Regions from separate parts of the Capra hircus genome. Here region 2 is linked to region 1. A link is a contact called in public Hi-C data. All regions are on one chromosome and are shown on one strand. Each heading gives the region's core, a stretch centred on a gene start, on an enhancer-like site or on the middle of the called end of the contact. The rest is flanking DNA. Distances are from core to core; before and after follow the strand shown. Region 1 has its middle 38 kb from the start of FBRSL1. Region 2 overlaps FBRSL1 (fibrosin-1-like protein).

Evidence for each region. Hi-C and Micro-C count contacts between places; a contact is called where the count stands out from the background.
Region 2: a Hi-C map of liver shows a contact between it and region 1, with 3 times the contacts expected there. The contact joins two enhancer-like sites. A contact is called at or near these places in 2 of 5 Hi-C or Micro-C datasets (blood and liver).

What each region holds. Positions count from the first base shown.
Region 1 is chr17:26,469,289-26,473,792 of ARS1.2, forward strand. No RefSeq gene overlaps it. Among named protein-coding and RNA genes, the nearest start is that of FBRSL1, 38 kb to the right of the region's middle. Within about 2 kb of position 1,418, at least 4 of the 5 cell types and tissues checked have an H3K27ac peak or open chromatin away from gene starts, as enhancers often do.
Region 2 is chr17:26,537,258-26,541,835 of ARS1.2, forward strand. All of the region lies in intron 2 of FBRSL1 (fibrosin-1-like protein), which reads left to right. Among named protein-coding and RNA genes, the nearest start is that of FBRSL1, 30 kb to the left of the region's middle. Within about 2 kb of position 1,349, at least 5 of the 5 cell types and tissues checked have an H3K27ac peak or open chromatin away from gene starts, as enhancers often do.

The DNA of each region.
Region 1 (4,504 bases), core at 168-2,667:
TGAATGAGTGGATGAATGGGTGAAAGAATTGGGAGGACATGTGGGGTCAGGACTGGAGCAGGTGGAGAGGCAGAGTGGTGTGGTGCCAGAACGGATCAGGAGCCAGCATGCTAGGCATCACCTTGGCAGACCACGAAAGGCAGTCCAGACAAACAGCACTGAGGTCAGGGGCAGTTGAGGCCGCTCACACCTCTTCGAGGACACAAGACCAGTCACCATCTCAGTTTGTCTTGCTGGGCCCCTACCCCACACTAGCTGGATGACCCCTGCACCCTGGCTGAGGATTCTACTCAGGCGCCTGTCGGGGAGGGAGAGAGCTGCTTGGGGAGGCAGGAAGTCCTCCCGGGCTATGGCAGCTTGACGGGGCGGCTTCCAGGACACCAGCTTCCTGGAAGCATCCTCCCGTCAGTGGGACTTTTTCTGTGTTTTAGGGGCAGGGTCTGGGTAAAGAATCCGCCTGCCAGTGCAGCAGGCACAAGAGATACAGGTTCGATCCCTGGGTCGAGAAGATCACCTGGAGAAGGAAATGGCAACTGCTCCATTACTCGTGCCTGGAAAATGCCATGGACGGGGAGGGACGCAGAGTCAGACACAGCTGAGTGACTGAGCATACATGTACTGGGTGCTTCTAGCCCAGAGGTGCCTGCCCTTCTTCAGTCTCCAAACTCTTCCCAATAGCTCCTGAATAATAGTGCCCAGAAGAGGATGGAGCAGAAGGTAAGGGAAGCTGGGAGATGAGGCATCTGGGCCAGGCCAGTTCCTGTGCCCTGTGAGACACTAAGACATGCACCTGAGGGCAGGGCTCTGGGCAGGGACCCCCACTGAGTCTGCATCCTGGGCCGGTTGCAGCCACAGGTGTGTTGGGGCCATCCTGGGCGGGCTGGCATGTCCCTGCGCTCCCGGAAGAGACCACCAGGTGGCAGTGTAGGACATCCGCCTGGGCCGGAAGAGACTGGTGTGGCAGAGTTGGGGAAAACCCCTGTCCGCTTCCTGGGCAAGTGGTCATAAGACGTTAGCAGACCTCCCACACTGGACCTGAGGCTGCAGAAGCCTAAGGTAAGACAAGCTGAAGCGCCTGGACTCCTGGGCCTGGCACCCCCCACACCTGCATTCACCTGAGTGCACACCTGCACACATGTCTGAACACGTCTGTGCACACCTGCACACCCCCCATGCTCTTCTCATTTGGCTGCGGCATCTTTCCTGACAGGCTACCAAAGCTGAGGTCACAGGAGAAAGTGAAGAGGCAGGTTTCAAAAGGCATTGTAAGGCAGGGGAAGAGCCTGGTGTGACCTCAATGGGGGTTGGTAAGGACTGCGCCAAGTCAGACCAGGAGCCCACTTGTAGGGGCGGCCATTCCACACAGCACCAACTGACCATCACCCTGCAGAACTGACCAGCCTGACACATCCGATCCTCCTAGAGAAGCTGCAAGCCTGGCCCTGGGGGTGAAGATTCCATTTTTAGAAACATCCTGCCAGCCAGGCAAAATGTGTCTGTGAGCTGGATGTGGCCTGAGGAGCCCTGGAGTGTGACGTCTGTTTCAGGTGGCATCCGGGTTCCATGTTTGCACTGACCACATCCTGAGCAGAGGGCCAGGCGACGTCATCCCCTGACCAGGCAGCCTGCTGGATGACAATGATGGTGCAGATAAAGGCCTCACCTGTCCTAGGGCCTGGCACACAGTCAGTGCTCAATAAACCATTTCGTGTTTGAGAACATAGGCTCTGGATCTAGAAAGCCTGGGTTTATACCCAGATTATAGGTAGATTGCATCAAAAATGGCCAACTCAGAAGCCTCTGGTGGCTCCGTGGTAAAGAATCTGCCTGCCAGTACAGGAGACACAGGTTTGCTCCCTGATCCAGAAAGAGCCCACACGCCATTGAACAACTAAGTCATGTGCCGCAACTACTGAGCCTGTGCTCTAAATCCCGGAAGCCACAACTACTGAGCACCAGAGTCCTGGATCCTGCGCTCTGCAAAAGAGGAACCACTGCAGTGAGAAGCCCACGCACCGCAACTAGAGCAGCCCCACTTGCTGCAGCTGGAGAAAAGCCCAATAGCAACAAAGACCCAGCACAAGCCAAAAATAAACAAATACATAAAATTATTTTTAGAATGGCCAACCCAATATTTTCTATCCCCCATGTGCTTCCAGAACCTTGCAACCTGCCACGCACCGATGGTGGAGCCTCGTCCCCTCCCTTTGAAACTGGATGGGCCCCTGTGGCTGCCTCAGTGAGGAGAGCGGTCAGAAAGGATGCTTCAGCCTTCTGAGGCTCGGTTGTCAAGAGCCAGAGTCTCCACCTGGTTTTCTGTCTGCGCTCTGGATGCTTGCTCCTGACACCAGCCGCCACTCTGTGAGGAAGCCCAGGCAACATAGCGAGGCCAAACCTGGGAGATGACCTCAGCCCCAGCTCCTGCCAAGTGAGCAGTGACCAGCGGTGCTCAACAAGACTTGCCCAAACGCAGACTCACAAACGCACACACAATAAAAAAATCAGTGCTGTTGTAGTTGTGTGCCGCTAAGTTTAGGTGGTTTGCTACTCAACAGCAGGGAGTTGAAAAGTGTCTGCTCCCTCAGGGACCTTGGACAAGTCACTTAGTACCTCTGTGCACGTTTCCACATCTGTGCGTGTGTGCGTGCTAAGTCACTTCAGCTGTGTCCAACTCTGCAACCCTATGGATCATAGCCCGCCAGGCTCCTCTGTCCATGAGCTCCTCCAGGCAAGAATACTGGGGTCGGTTGCCATGCCCACCTCCAGGTGATCTTCCCGACCCAGGCATCAAACCCGCCTCTCTTACATCTCCTGCATTGGTAGGCAGTGCGAGAGGATAAACTGCCCTTGTTTCCAGTGGCCTGGTTTGTGGTGACATCACAGCAGACAAAGGCTTGAAAGGCTTGTCCCCGCCCCCCTTGGACAAAGGCAGAAAGTCTTCACTGTTACTCGCCAAGCACCCGGATCTGCCCCTGGATTCCAGCTGGGTGAAAATGTTCACTTTAAAGTAATAATAAAATGAAATCCCACTTGCTGCAGGCCCACTGGCTCCTAACGAGATTCCTGGGACGAAACCTTCTAGCGAGCGTCTGCTCCTTGGCGGATAGGGCTGTTCTCGCGAGAGTTGGCATTGAGTGCTGGCACCACGGGCATAGGCGCGGAGGGGAGAAGACCAGTCCCGGCCCGCCCCCGCCCCGGCCCAGGCACACACTGCTGCCGGCCGCTCTCCGCAGCTGCCCTGTGCCGAGCCCAGGTCCCCAGCTGGAAAGCTCAGCCAAGGCGTGGGCACGGCCCTGAGATCCCACATCACCCCCCAGGCTCTGCTTCCTGCGTTGCCTGGTGGAGGGAGGGGATTTGCATTTGCAGCCCAGCAGCCACCACCTGCCTTTCCAGAGCCGGCAGCTCTGAGGCTGTTCACCACTGCGGAGAGATGTTGCCAAGTGGGGCCCGGGGCAGGGCTGGGCTGCAGCTGTTCCAGGCCTTCTCCTCCAAAGCGTGGCCTTCAAGCCTTTGCTTCCTCCCTGCCTTCGGGAGTTTTGCCAAAGACGTTTAAGAGAGGAGCCAGCCTCTCTCCCCACCCCCACCTTCCAGAACAGAAGCAGGGTTGTTCAATCCAAGGGGAGACAAAGACCCCCCAGAAGCCTTGGAGCCAGGCCCTGCTATGTGCCCAGGCTGTGTCCTCCAGCCTGTCTGTGAGCACATGTGCATGCCATGTGGACACACATGTGGACACAGCACATGGGCCCACAGGAGCACACATGCACAAGGAGATACAGGTGTGTCTGCAGGTTCATACATGTCTGCCTCTGCTTATGGACACGGAGGCCCATGAGGCACGTGCATTTGCTACTATTTGCGTATGCAGGGCTGGAGTCAAGCATGTGAGTCTGAGTCCGGGCACCCATGTGTTTGTGAGCGTCTGGAAATATGTGTGGACGTCTATGTCTGAGTTGCAGCTGGGCCCGGGTAGGCGTGAGTGTGTGTGGGTGTATGTATGTGAGGGGGTGTTTGCATGTGCTTGGGTGTGTGTGTGAGAGTGTGTATATCCATGTGTGCTTGTGTGAGAGTGTGTGTTTGAGTGTGTGTGTGTATGTGAGAGTCTTGTGAGTATGTGTGTGCGGGTGTGCTCATGTTTACCTTGGCGGTTTCTACATTTGAAGTATACGTGTGGATTTGCGTGTGTCCTCCTCTCCATACCCATGTGTGTGCTCGTGGGATGTGCAGGATGGAACAGCGTTAACACGAGGGGGTGGGCAGAAGTTGCACCTGCCAGGGGCGGGTCTTCCGAGGTGGGGAGTCTGTCCTGTGTTGCCATCGGAGGGCTGGTGTTGGGAGTGACCTGGACACAGCCTCTCCTCTCCTGCGCTGCCCTCCCAGGACAGGTGTTTCTCCAGTGGGTGCATAGATAGGGGTGGGGAGGTGGTCCCAGAGGCCAGCACCGGGTGAGAGCTCACTGGTCCCCCTGCAGAGGTCCCCCAAGCTCCCAGCATCTGTCTCTCTAGCT
Region 2 (4,578 bases), core at 99-2,598, 68 kb after region 1:
GGCAGGGGCCCAGTCAGGGCCATGTGACCTGTGACTGCCCACTCACCCTGGGGGTGTGCTCAGGAGACACCAGGGGGGCCCAGGAAGGTCTCTGAGACCCAGACCCATAATGTTTGATCTCTGAGGAGGCCCAGTGGTTTTAAAGTGCCCCAGTGGGGGCATTATTTGTTCAGAAGTCCCTGAAATAAGATTGGGGTGAAGGGGGAGGGGTCTCTGCCACAGGCCTGGATTGCCGTGTGGCCCCAGGGCTGGGATGCCAGGCATGTGCACATGCGTGTGTGTGTGTGTGTGTGTGTGTGAGTGAGTGGACATGGAATAGGGTGCCTTGGCCGTCAGGAGCCTGTGCTCGGTTTCTGTAAGGGCGTCGTGAGGGCAGTCTCCTGACTCCCTTCTCACTGGGACGGTGGGCTGGCTCACTGAGGGCTGAGGGGTGGGTGCTGATGCTTAGTGGGTACCTGACCCTCACCTCACCCACCAGGTCATGTTCTCCTGCTGGTTTGAAGGAGACTGTGAGTGGCCTCAGCCACAGCCCCCTTCTCAGGGTTCCCCAGGGTCTGCAGCCAGGCCATCCTCACCCCTTCCCCTCCCAGGCCTGTAGATGTGGAGGCTAAGTGGGCCTTTCCTCATCCCGGAGGCCAGTGCTGACTAGCTGTGGGCCAGAGGGCACCTCCCACCCCTGAGCTGGGCTGGTGTTGGGGCGGAGGTGGGCGAGGCATAGGGCAGAGCCCAGAGCTCCTGAGAAGGTGTGTGTGTGCTCGTGTGCATTCCTGAGAGCTCCATGGGATGACACTTGTCTGAGGGTGAAGCCGTCTGGTGGGGCATGATCTCCTGCAGGGGCCGCTGCGTATCGCTGTTCAGGTTGTGCACTGCACAGCTCTGGGGCCGCCACTCCCACTCTCGCCATGGATGGATGGCATGTGCATCTGCAGGTGTGCACCAGTTGAGCATGCTGCGCAGGGCGCCTCTGCTCCTTCTGCGCGGCAGGGCTCTAAGGATGGGGGGAGCCTCTGCGTGCTGCCTCAGGCGTGGAAGGAGGGGAACGCACAGGTCATCAGGCAGGAGTCGGGGGCAGGCAGGCGCTGTGTTGGGATGTGGGCAGAAGAGGCCTTGCTGAGTGCCTGCGGGGCCTCCAGGACTCTTGGTGCTCCTTTGTTTCTGTGTCCTGGTGAGAGCTGGTTTGTGAAGGGTCAGGCGTCCCAGTGAGTCTTCTCGCTGCTGGAGTGAGGGATTCTGGGCCCCTGAGTCAGCCCTGGGGTATCTCAGGAGTTTCCTGTCCCCCATAGAGGGAAGGCACCTGGGGACACTGCCAGGTCCCACCCCTTGGACCCCTTCCCAGCCACGCCTCCTGGACTGACTGCCACTGCGCACACCCTGTGGGTCTGAGCGTCAAGTGGAACCACATGCTGCCTGTTTGTGGCTCAGGGCACTTGGCAGCCCGCCTGGGAGGCAACACTTCCTCCCGGAATTGCTGCAGAACCTGGTTAGGGAGTTGCCTTGCCCAGGAAGGGTCACAGGAAGGGGTTCCCTGTCACTACCAGAAAGCCTAGGGCCCCAAGTGCTCCCGGGGTGCCTCAGTCTGAGGGTGGTGTCCCTCACCTTGCTGCTCCAATGGCAGTGCCCCAGCCATGCTGATCTAAGGGGAGGTCCTCTACCTGCCCTTCTGAGGGCTGTGTCCTGACCCTGCCTGCTGGAGAGCTGGCCCCTGTTTCCATATTTCCACCAGTCTCAAGGGGAGTCCTGCCCCCGCCAGTTTTGTGGTATGCCACCTTGCACGAGCCAGTTGTTACATGTTCAGGAATTTTGCACAACTTGCAGAAACTGTCGGTGCTCATTAGGGCTCTCCTCTTCCCCAGGGAGCCTCGTTGCTCTGGCAGTGCCATCCCCCCACCCTTCCCAATGGCCTCATGAGCTGCCTCATCACCTTTCAGAAGTGTCGCCTTCTCAGTGAGGCCCCTCCCTGGCGACCCCTTCTTTGCTCTTCTCTGCTGTTGTCCTTCCAGAACACCTGTGGCCATCTGCCGGCCACATGCTCCATGTGCTGGCCTCTTTGTAGGCTTCGGGAGGGTGGGGACTTGGGTCTGTTTATGTTCATTGCCCAGAATAGGGCTGGTTCATAGGCAGGCACTCTAAGCCTTGGATGGGTAGGTGGATGATGGGTGGTGAGTGGATGGGAAGATGGATAGGTGGATGGATGGATGAATGGATGGATGGTGGGCAGATGGGTGGTTAAGTGGACAAGTAGATGGGTAGAAGGGTGGATGGATGGATAAAGGATGAACGGGTGGATAAAGGATGGATGGACGGATAAAGGATGGTTGGGTGGGCATAGGGATAGACCACAAGGCCCAGGGGTGGGCCCAGGCATGGGCTCCTAGCTGCCCTTCTGGGACAGTCAGGGCCCAGATCAGAATCTGATCTCTCCAGCTAAAAATGGAGGCATGGCATCCCTGGCCTTCTGCCATAGCTGGCTAGCAGCATTTCTGAGCCACTAGGAAGCAGGTGGGGCTGTAGGACAGCCAGAGTCCAGCTTGGGGCTGGCCAAGGAAGAGAAGGTGACCAGCCATCCCAGTGCGTCCAGGGTTGGGATGGTTCCCAGGGCACAGTACTGAGTTTTATGGGATTTTCTGGGAAACGCGGCTTTCAAAGCTAAAACCCGCTGCCTGAGGAGGATGACAGACCCCAGCCTGTCCTTCCCCTGTGGGCCATCGTGAGGAATCCTCTCTGGGGTCCAGCTTAGAGAGACCACTTGTGTGACTGGATGAAGTGGAGTGTGGCATCCCCCCTTTCAGCTGTGTGGGGGTTATTCTTCAGCCTCCGCTTCCCCTCCCCCTTTGCTGGGTGTCCTTGTACAGTGAGCAGTTTGCACAACTGCGCCAGGCCTGTCCTGTCCTTGCAGTGTCTCTGGGTCCAGCCTTCCTCTTGGGCAGGGACCCTGCTCCAAGCCCACCCTGAAATACCGTTCCCCAGCAGTGAGGGTGGGTTCATGGGGGTGATTACTGAAGGTCAAAGCCAAGAGTCTCAACTAGAGCCTTACCAGGATCCCCCAGAGGACCTGATGACACAGCGAGTCTGTAGTGGGGCCCGGAAGTGCTCATTTGCATTCCTGCCAAGCTCTCAGGTGCTGATGCTGCATGTCCAGGGACCCTACTTTGAAAACCACTGGATGAGGGCATTTATTTTCTTGCAGAGGCTCCTTGCCAGCAAGGCAGTGAGGAAGTTCCCCCGGACCCTATATTCACTCCTTTTGGGGAGACCTGTCATGGAGTCCAGAGGCAAGAAAGACCTGTCTCCAGCTGGTGACAACAGTGACACCTGGTGGCTTAACGATGCTAGAGAGGGTTCAGGCCCACAACAGAACTTCTTACCCCCATAGAGCCTGTGAAGGGCCCTGTCGACACCCCCACTTCACAGATGAGGAAACTGAGGCTCAAGGACAGTCAGAGAGCCAGCACTGGCCCAGGGTCTGCGCATTCACCACTCAGCTATGCAGGATGGAGCTCGTGAGGCCGGGGACCTGTGGGCTCACAATGGGGGTTTCGCCTAGGGTGAGCCTGGGGCCCCTCCGTGGGCCTGCCATAGGATGGGAGGGTAGTCCTGAGGGCTGGGCTTCCCCCTCGCTGTTCCTGCTTCCCCAGAAGGGGGCCCTCCCTTGGGTCCTTGCACCCAAGCCTGGGCTGTGGATGAATGCCAGATATGTTTTGTGATGACACTCTGATAGCCACACCGTGCAGGGACCTGTGGCTATGGGAGCTTGTACTCCATCTAGGGCTTAGGTTGGCTCTGGGGAGCAGGGGCTCTGAGGGGCAGCCTCGAGAGAGCGAGCCCACCATTGGGTCCACAGGAAGAAGGCTCAGGCCTTGAGGGGGTTTCTCGAGGACTTGAGAATATTCCAGAGCACAGCTGGTACACCTGGCTGACTTTCCACCCTAGCTGAGGTCTCCAGGGCTGAAGGATGCTTACGACAAAATGCCTGGATGCAAAGGACTGGGCCTCTCTGCCCCTGGTTGTGGCGCAGGTTCTGAGCACGCCTGAGCTCTGAGAGCATATGCGCTGGGCGGGGAGGCCTGGGGAGTGGACAGGAGTCCACACGCTGCCCCGCAGGCACATCGGCAGCACTTGGAGCAGGGGTCATTACTAGGCAGTGTGTTGGCTGGGAGCTGTGGCCTCGGTCTATTGCTAGGAAACCTCTGACATACAGTTGAAGGTTTGGGCTGTCGGTGCATGTCCAGACAAAACCGTGGGAATGTTCCAGAACCAGGAAGCTGGAGCCACCTGGAGGTGGCGGGACAGCCAAGCTCTGTGGGTCCTGCCAGGGAGTCCAGGAGAGCAGCTGGGAGCTGATAAGACCTGGATGGAGGCTGGCATGATCGGGGTGGTGACTTCCTGGGCCCAGAGGTCAAGGGTCAGGGGCCGTGATGGATGTTCCTGCCCTGCAGCTTGGTGAAGTTTGAAACTATTTCCAAGTAAAAAGAATGCAGGCAGGTTTCTGGTCCACTTTCCACACTGTTACTTAATCTCCCTAGTGGTTAATCAACTCCCTCCTTGATTTCCTCCTCTGTAAAGTGGGCACAGAGTGGC